2 separate regions of the Bos taurus genome follow, and region 1 is linked to region 2. A link is a contact called in public Hi-C data. All regions are on one chromosome and are shown on one strand. Each heading gives the region's core, a stretch centred on a gene start, on an enhancer-like site or on the middle of the called end of the contact. The rest is flanking DNA. Distances are from core to core; before and after follow the strand shown.

The links. Hi-C and Micro-C count contacts between places; a contact is called where the count stands out from the background.
Region 1: a contact with region 2 is called in a Hi-C map of liver, with 1.8 times the contacts expected there. The contact joins two enhancer-like sites. A contact is called at or near these places in 2 of 11 Hi-C or Micro-C datasets (liver and skeletal muscle).

Annotation. Positions count from the first base shown.
Region 1 is chr3:26,960,789-26,964,916 of ARS-UCD2.0, forward strand. No RefSeq gene overlaps it. Among named protein-coding and RNA genes, the nearest start is that of ATP1A1, 44 kb to the left of the region's middle. Within about 2 kb of position 1,648, at least 4 of the 102 cell types and tissues checked have an H3K27ac peak or open chromatin away from gene starts, as enhancers often do. A contact at or near this core is called in liver, where this site is marked.
Region 2 is chr3:26,793,930-26,798,230 of ARS-UCD2.0, forward strand. No RefSeq gene overlaps it. Among named protein-coding and RNA genes, the nearest start is that of CD58, 87 kb to the left of the region's middle. Within about 2 kb of position 1,717, at least 19 of the 102 cell types and tissues checked have an H3K27ac peak or open chromatin away from gene starts, as enhancers often do. A contact at or near this core is called in liver, where this site is marked.

The sequences.
Region 1 (4,128 bases), core at 398-2,897, 170 kb after region 2:
AGCCAGGATACTTCTGTACTTCCAATAAACATTCCTTCTCATCATTTCTCATCCAATTATTATGTAGGCCAGTGCTGATCAAACATTAATATACATATGAATCATCTGAGGACTTTGTTCAGATAGGGATTCAGATTTTATCATTTTGGCATGGGGACTGAGATTTCGCATTTCTAATACCTTCACCTGAGATACTGATGCTCCTGGGTCTGTTGACTCTCGTAGCCATGTAGCAATGTGGGACTGCCCCAGAGAATTAATCAGGAGAATCACATGTGGCTTGGTGAAGGTCATTGTCTCAGGTTGCGTTTCCTGGGAAGCCTGGCCGAGATGGAGATGCATGCAGGAGTTTATTAGGAAGTGCTCTGGAAATTTCCACGTGTGCAAGAGGTAGAGGGGAGGCTGGGCAGTGACGCAGCCTCAATGAAAGGCTGTTCAACCCTAGAACTCTGAAGCAGGCACGCTCTCTAGAGTTGAGGTGAAGGGACCAGGCCTATATATGCAACCCTGACCAGCCACCGGGTGCAGGCTGCCCCAGGAGGGGGGTGTCACCTCGAATGAGGTGACTCTGCAGCTGAAGCCCTTCCTATATAGGTCTAGCCCCTCAGGCTGTTAGCACACTGCACTTCCAGCAGCCAAAGGAACAGCTTGGCTGCATGTCATGTTATACATCCTGGACCCTGCTGTCCACTTCCTCTTTAGATGAGCTAGCTTTCAGTTCAGTTCAGTTCAGTTGCTCAGTCGTGCCCAACTCTTTGTGACCTCATGGACTGCAGCACGCCAGGCCTCCCTGACTATCACCAGCTCCCGGAGTTCACTCAAACTCATGTTCAGTTAGTTGGTGATGCCATCCAACCATCTCATCCTCTGTCATCCCCTTTTCCTCCCGCCTTCAATCTTTCCCAGCATCAGGGTCTTTTCAAATGAGTCAGCTCTTCACATCAGGTGGCCAAAGTATTGGAGTTTCAGCTTCAGCATCAGTCCTTTCAATGAATTTTCAGGACTGATTTCCTTTAGGATGTACTGGTTGGATCTCCTTGCAGTCCAAGGGACTCTCAAGAGTCTTCTCCAACACCACAGTTCAGCTAGCTTACAGCCCTCCTTTTCATTTTCATGCTGATTTAAACACCCTCAGACATAATCCCTCCTTAGTACCTTGGCCTGAAAAGTCAACTACAGTTATCAATGAGCATCAGTTGAAGCTTCTAGGTGGGCAGTTTGTGTTTTTAAGAATTTCTAGACTAGATTTTTTTTTCAATCCTGGAAGGATTCCATTTAACATTCTTCATAGATTCCTTCTAAATCAGAGGTTCTGATGGCCATAAGAAAATCTCTGTCTGCAGTAGAATTGGGACTTGAGACATAAAAAGAAAAGAATTCCCTTTCTTACAGGAAACAAAGACTGTAGGCTGAATCGAAAGGAAAAGGGTTAGGTCTGGAAAAACCCATTTGTAGATGAATGAAGCAGGAAGACCAAAACCAGGATGTTTAATGATTGAATTCTGTGCCCCACTGATTGTGTAATGCAAACTTTAACCTTTGCTAAATATAGTTTATACCCTGAGAATCCTTTACACTCTAGTAAAAATAGCTGCACACTCAAATGGCTCATGGGCCTGGTGATTACAGGAAAAAGGGCCAGGAATACCGGGCGAGAGGAAGGAGAAGGGCCAGAGATCCCTGGCGCCATCTTGCCCTTTGAGACAGTTCAGGCAGACAGCAACGTCAGACAGTTGCCCAACAAGAACAGCAGTGGGAGGCCGGAGAAGGCAGCTGGATGGTAGACTGGCAGTTCCTTAGCAAGGGGCCACTGTAAAACCCACCATTGCCTCCATATACCATGCTTCTGGCAGTTTCCCCCATCTGGCTGGACAGCAATGTTTGCTGGACAAAGCTTCCCGCATGGGGCAGATTCTCGCAGCTGAAACACTGGGAAACTCAGTCACTGGGTGGGGAAAAGGTGGGTAGAAAAAGAAATGGGCGGAGAAGGCAATGGCACCCCACTCCAGTACTCTTGCCTGGAGAATCCCAGGGACGGAGGAGCCTGGTGGGCTGCCGTCCATAGGGTCGCACAGAGTCGGACACAACTGAAGCGACTTAGCAGCAGCAGCAAAAGCAATGATAATGGAAAAGAACCCCAAACCAGACTTTTGGCCAGGGCCTGGGCAGAAGTTCTACTCAAAGACAGGTACAAGAGTAAGGCACAAGAGGGGGCTTCCTTGGCTGGAGGGGTCCTAACTGCCATCGCCGAATATAGGCAGATGCCAAACAGTGGTCTGGGGCAGGGTTACCTGAAGAAGATCAAGAGTCCAGAGGTGAGGGCTTTGGGTTTTTGTTTGTTTTCTCTTTTACTTCCTGCAGCTTTTGAAGTACACATGGAATAAAAATCCAAGCCTGGAGTACAATGTTTGCTTTTGGACAAGGCATTGATTGCTACTATTTACATATTTTAGTTCCATGCCCTGGCTCCTGCGGCACCAGAATTTTTCATATACTGTGTGTTCACAAATGAGAATGAAAATGGTATCTGATGCCCCTGGGTGGGGCCGTGTGGAATTATTTGCACATTCATTGAGGCATCTTACAAAAGCTGGACTGGCAGAGAACCACCTCATGTGTAGAAGTAGCACAATGTGCATCTGGCAGAGAGGAGTGGCGTCTTTGCCCCTAGCCAATCTCCTCCTGCCTTCACTTGATCTCCCAAAAAGAGTAAAGCTAGTGTAAAGCTACAGCTTACAAGCAGAAAACCTATATAAGTGCAAGGTCCATGGAAGTTGCCCAACCGGAATCAAGTGATCCAAATCATTGACTGGACAGCCCTGCTTCCTGGGGGATTAAGTATGTCCAGGTCTTGATTTACATGGATATTTATTCCAGGAAAAAAAAAAAAAAAATGGGGGGGGGTCAGTGGGTGAAGAGAGCAGAATACAGAGAAGAATTCAGATATACTGATCTATGTCAAACACCATTCAAAATGTCAGGCCCCTCTAGTGACCCTCATGCCTGTTCTCTTTCAATGGATGACTTCAGGCTACTTCTTTGCTATCACCGTTAAAATGTAGAAAAGAAAGAAGAGTCAAATTTATTGAGAAACTACTCTTTGCTTTACATACTATTCCAATTTAATGCTTATAGCCACTCGATGGAATAGGATTTTTCTGTTTTTTAAAAAAATATACATATGGTGTATGTATATACATATATATATTTAATATATGCAGCTTCCCAGGTGGTGCTGGGGGTAAAGAATGCGCCCGCCAATGCAGGAGATGTAAATGTGGGTTTGATCCCTGAATCAGGAAGACCACCTGCAGGAGGGGACGGTAACCCATTCCAATATTCTTGCCTGGAGAATCCCACAGACAGAGGAACCTGGCAGGCTAGAGTCCATAGGGTTGCAAAGAATCAGACATGACTGAAGTGACTTAGCACACATGCAAGCATAAGGGAAATTCAGAGAAAATAGGTATATATGCCAGGATTGGGGATTTTTAGCCTATCTCTGTCTGACACCAAGACTTTGCTCTGCAGTGGTTCTCAATCCCATCATCATCCAAGGAATCTTGGGAAAAGCCTGGGCCCCAGCCCAGGTCAAATAAATCAGAATCTCTGGAGGGATAGCCCAACATTGGTACTTTAGAAAATCCCTCTGAGTGATTGTGGTAAGTCTGGGGTTGCGAACCACCAGGCCACACCCTACTGCCCGCTTCTCATTTCTGTAAAACCCCTGTGTTCTGCCCTTTCTCCCACTGTCTTTGGCTTTTCAGAAAGACCCACATCTAGCTGGTCCACGGAGGCCCAACTGATGAAGGGGACATCTGAAACCTTGAGGATTGTTCCTTTCATAACAAGTATGTGCAGGGCATAAACTGATGCGGGCTTTCCTGTTAGCCGCATATACTGTGTCTGATGAACGCTATTTGAATTGCGAAAACAGCAATGTAAGCAACTTGGGGAGATGTTTATTGACTGCCTTGCTGTTACTACAGGAAATGGTAAGAAAAGCACTCCATAAACATGAAGTTCTCATTTCTGTCTGCTTACTGGCTAGCTGTGTGATATGAGGAAATTTCTCTTACCCACCTGGACTTCAGATTCTTTACTTGTAGAAAGAATGTGGCTGTAGGA
Region 2 (4,301 bases), core at 467-2,966:
GCTGCATGTGGGCTTTCGCTGATTGAGGTGAGTGGAGGCAGCTCTCTAGTTGTGGTTTGTGTGGGCTCCTCATTGCAGTGCCTTCTCTTGTGGCTCACGGGCTGTGGAGCACAGATTCAGTAGTTGTGGCACACAGGCTTAGTTGCCCTGTGGCATGTGGGGTCTTAGTTCCCCAAGCAAAATTATTAGTCACTCAGTCATGTTGGATTCTTTGCAACGCCATGGACTATAGCACTCCAGGCTCCACCCTCCATGGGATTCTCCAGGCAAGAATACTGGAGTGGGTAGCCATTCCCTTCTTCAAGGGATCTTACCAACAGGGATCAAACCCAGGTCTCCTACATTGCAGGCAGATTCTTTACTGTCTGAGTCACCAGGGAAGTCCTTAGTTCCCCAAACAGGTATCAACCCATGTCCCCTACATTGGCAGGTAGAATCTATATCACTGGCCCATCAGGGAAGTCCAGGGCTGTTTTTTTGCTCTTTTATGAAGGTTAGGTGTTTGGTGAGCCCCCGGACACTAGTTGCACAGTTTCTCTTTCTGCATATTTTTCTGGGGAGAAAACACATCCCTTAGTTGTCAAGCACCCATGACGTCCCATGACACGTGTAGGCAGAACATTCTGTTCACAACCACTCCCAGGAGAGCGCTCGTTTTGAACTGACTCAACCCAGCTTTCTACCAGCACGGCCCAGGGCAGGAGGACTGCCACCACCACCCTCCACGCCACCAAAGTTCTTAGGCCTGTTTGATCCAATGTAACCCATGGAATAAAACCCCATCAGCCCCCTTCCCCCTGTCTCCCAGCCCTCCCCTTTTCTTCTCTTTCTTCCCTTTCCCTTCGCCAGTTTTGCCTTCTCTCTGCCCTTCTCACTTTCCCCTTCCCTAACCACCCCTGCCCCATGCTCACTCCTGCATCCCTTTCCTGTTCACCTCTCTTGTGATATTGACTTGACATATTAATCATTACAACAGCAGCTAAGAATTCCATCACGCTTCATTAATCCCAAGGAAAATACCATGTTAGCTGATGAGCCCTCTAGGGTACACTCATACATTCTTCCCGAGGTTCAGAACACTGGAAATTTCTCACTTTGTACTTGTCACTGAACAGGAGGCCGCTGTGGAAGGTCACAGTGAGCCAAGGTGGGGGATTGGCAAGGGGAGGGTGGGAATGGGGGTGAGCTCCAGTCCGTGAAGGCATTAGTCACTCATCATGGATTCTGGCAGGCCTCAGGCTATTCAAGGACTCCTGTTGTGGAGGGTGAGTTGTAAAATCCCATCAGGGTGGCCAAGGCCAGAACAGTGTGACTTTAACAGGGTTAAAGTTTGGCATTTTTACAGCTTTTTTATGATAAGGTTCTTAGTCACATGAAGGGGAAAGAGCTAGAGTGGATCTGTCCAAACTTAGCTGGTCAGACCTGAGGTGTGGTCATGCATGGCCTCCTGCCAGGTGCCCCAGGGTGTCCTTGGTCATGCTGTGGGTCCTGCTTTCCAGCTAAAGTTCTGCCCTGCACGTCAGAAAGTCCGTTCACCCCGCTCTAGCCATTCACCCAACTCTTCTCTAGGAAAAGTGGATCCAGGCAGCGATTTCAGACTGGGAAGTATCCTCAAGAAAAGCAAACTTGTTCAAGAGAAGCAAAGGACTCATCCCCTAGCCAGAGGTGTCGCCTGATCTCATGCTGTCATCCAGCCATCCCCCATAGTAGCTGCAGGGGAGACAAGTCCATTCCCAAAACACAGCTGGGTTTGGACGCCTTGGTTAATGTCCCCCGGCTTCCCTGGTGGCTCAGGCGATAAAGAATCGGCCCTCAAGGCAGGATATGCAGGTTTGATCTCCAGGGAAGATCCCCTGGAAGAGGGAATGGCAACCCGCTCCATTATTCTTGCCTGGACAATTCCATGGACAGAAGAGCTTGGCAGGTTATAGTCCATGGGGTCACAGAGAGTCAGACACGACTGAGTGACTAACACTTTCACTTTCCAGCCCAGAATTTGCTATTGTCTGTCTGGATCTGTCCATCCTTCAAATGGCCCCTCCTTTGGGAGACCTCCTCAAACTCTATCCTCGTTTTCTGACCTCAGGAAGAATTGATCTCTCTCCCCACCTCCAAGGAGCTTAGGCCATACTTCTCAGCAGCACCTGCCCCAGAGTAAGGCATTCCTTGAAACACGCCTTTGGCCCCACTGGACTGTGAGTTATCCATGCAGCACTCACCTGTGCCTTGTTTAATTTGAGTAAGCAACCTCGTACCAAGTAGATGCCCATAAACATTGAATGAAGGTACGATTTAGCAGGAGACTCTGCTCTTTTTCTATGTAAACAGCCTGAACACCATGTCTTCTATGTATGAACCATCTTTGCTCACAAAGAATATTAAAAGGTATAATTTTTTTTTTAATTTTAAAAACTGAAGTGTAGTTGATTTTACAATGTTACGTGTTTCTGGTGTACAGCAAAGTGATTCAGTTGATATATATACGTCTTTGATTCTTTTACATTGTAATTTATTACAAGGTACTGAATATAGTTCCCTGTGCTATACAGTAAGTCCTTTTTGATTATCTATTTTATATATAGTAGTTTGTATCTGCTAATCCCAAACTCCCAATTTATTCCTCACCCACCTTCCCCTTTGGGAACCATAAGTTTGTTTCCTAAGTCTAAGAGTCTGTTTCTGTTTTGTAAATAAGTTCATTTGTATCATCATTTTTAGATTCCACATATGAATGGTATTATATTATATTTATCTTTGACTTCATTTTGTATGATAATCTCTAGGTCCATCCACGTTGCTGCAAATGGCATTATTTCATTCTTTTTTTATGGTATTTCACTGTATATATGTGCCACATCTTCTTTATCCACTCATCTGTTGGCAGACACGCAGGTTGCTTCCATGTCTTAGCTGTTGTAAATAGAGCTGCTATAAACATTGCAGGACATGTACCTTTTCGAATTAGAGTTTCCTTCAGGTATATGCCCAGGAGTAGGATTGCTGGAAAAGTATAATTTTCTAAATAGGTTACTAGTTTGTTGAAGGTGGAATTTGCATCAGTCCTTGAATCCATAGCATCTGCCATAATATGTTCATTAGTGTAAATTTGCATCAGATGGTCCTGTCTGTGTCTGTTATGCCATAATGTTGAATCACTTGCAGACGTATTTCCTCAGGGTAGACAAGTCAGATTAACCGTGGTGAGTATGTGCCTACTCTGTGTCCAAGCTGACAGTAGGGCCCACAGAAACGCACAGTGAGAGGTCCCTCCCTACTGGGAACAAAGTCTAGGTGCTGCGGAGATGTGGTCAGGTGTTAAACGCATGTGAGTTCCTTGCGTGTGTGCCAGCTGTGAGCGTCTGTGTGGGGCTACTGAGAGGAAGGCACAGCACGTTCCTGGAGAAGCTCCTGGCTCAGCTGGGGAGCTGAGCCATCCACAGCTGGATGAGCTCCAAACACACCTAAGGCTTGACTAGGTGTTCATAGGCCCCCAGTGTCATCGTGTGCAGAGCCCTTGGGGCCTTCCAATCTGTGAGAGCAGAAGCGGGAGAAACAGCGTAGCGAAGTGGAGACCACCAGGAAGGAGGACCTGGCCCATTCCTGATGCGTGGGGTCAATGGACTTAAATGCCACTTTGTTTTTTGTTTATAGCTGGAATTTTTCTTTCGGGCCTGAGATGGCTATGAACCATTAAGGCTGCTATGAGTGGAGCTGATTCTGCAGTGAGGCCCTGGGAGCACTCTTTCAGGGCTCCTTAGATGAGGAGTACCTAGGCCTAGGGTGGACCTCTTGGGGTGACTTTGGATCAGAGTGGACCCTCCTTAAGGCATATTCTTGCCTCAGGACCAGCCAGAACTATGCTTAACTGCATAACTAGGAGAAGGAGCAGTGGGTGACATCTCCAGGGTGGCTGGTGCTAAGGATGGGAAAGAATCACCCATACGTCAGTCAGTTCACACTCATTGCCCCCCAGCCTCAGTGCTTTTGTCCCCAGCACGAAAGCTTGTTATATGGTTGCCAGGAAACAGGTGGCATGGGGACTCAGTGCAACATCTGGGAACTGCCCTTCCGCAGTCGTTCCACTTGGCTTTCTTGTGCAAGAAACCTAAGATATTGGAGCACAGCCTGGTGAGGGGGCTTGGCCTCTCTGGGGGCCTTGGAGGGGCTGTGGATGGTCTCCTGTGTTTGTCTTGGAGCCTGGACAAAGGTGGGGCTTCTCTGGTAGCTCAGACGATAAAGAATTGCCTGCAATGCAGGAGACTTGGGTTCAATCCCTAGGTCGGGAAGATCCCCTGGAGAAG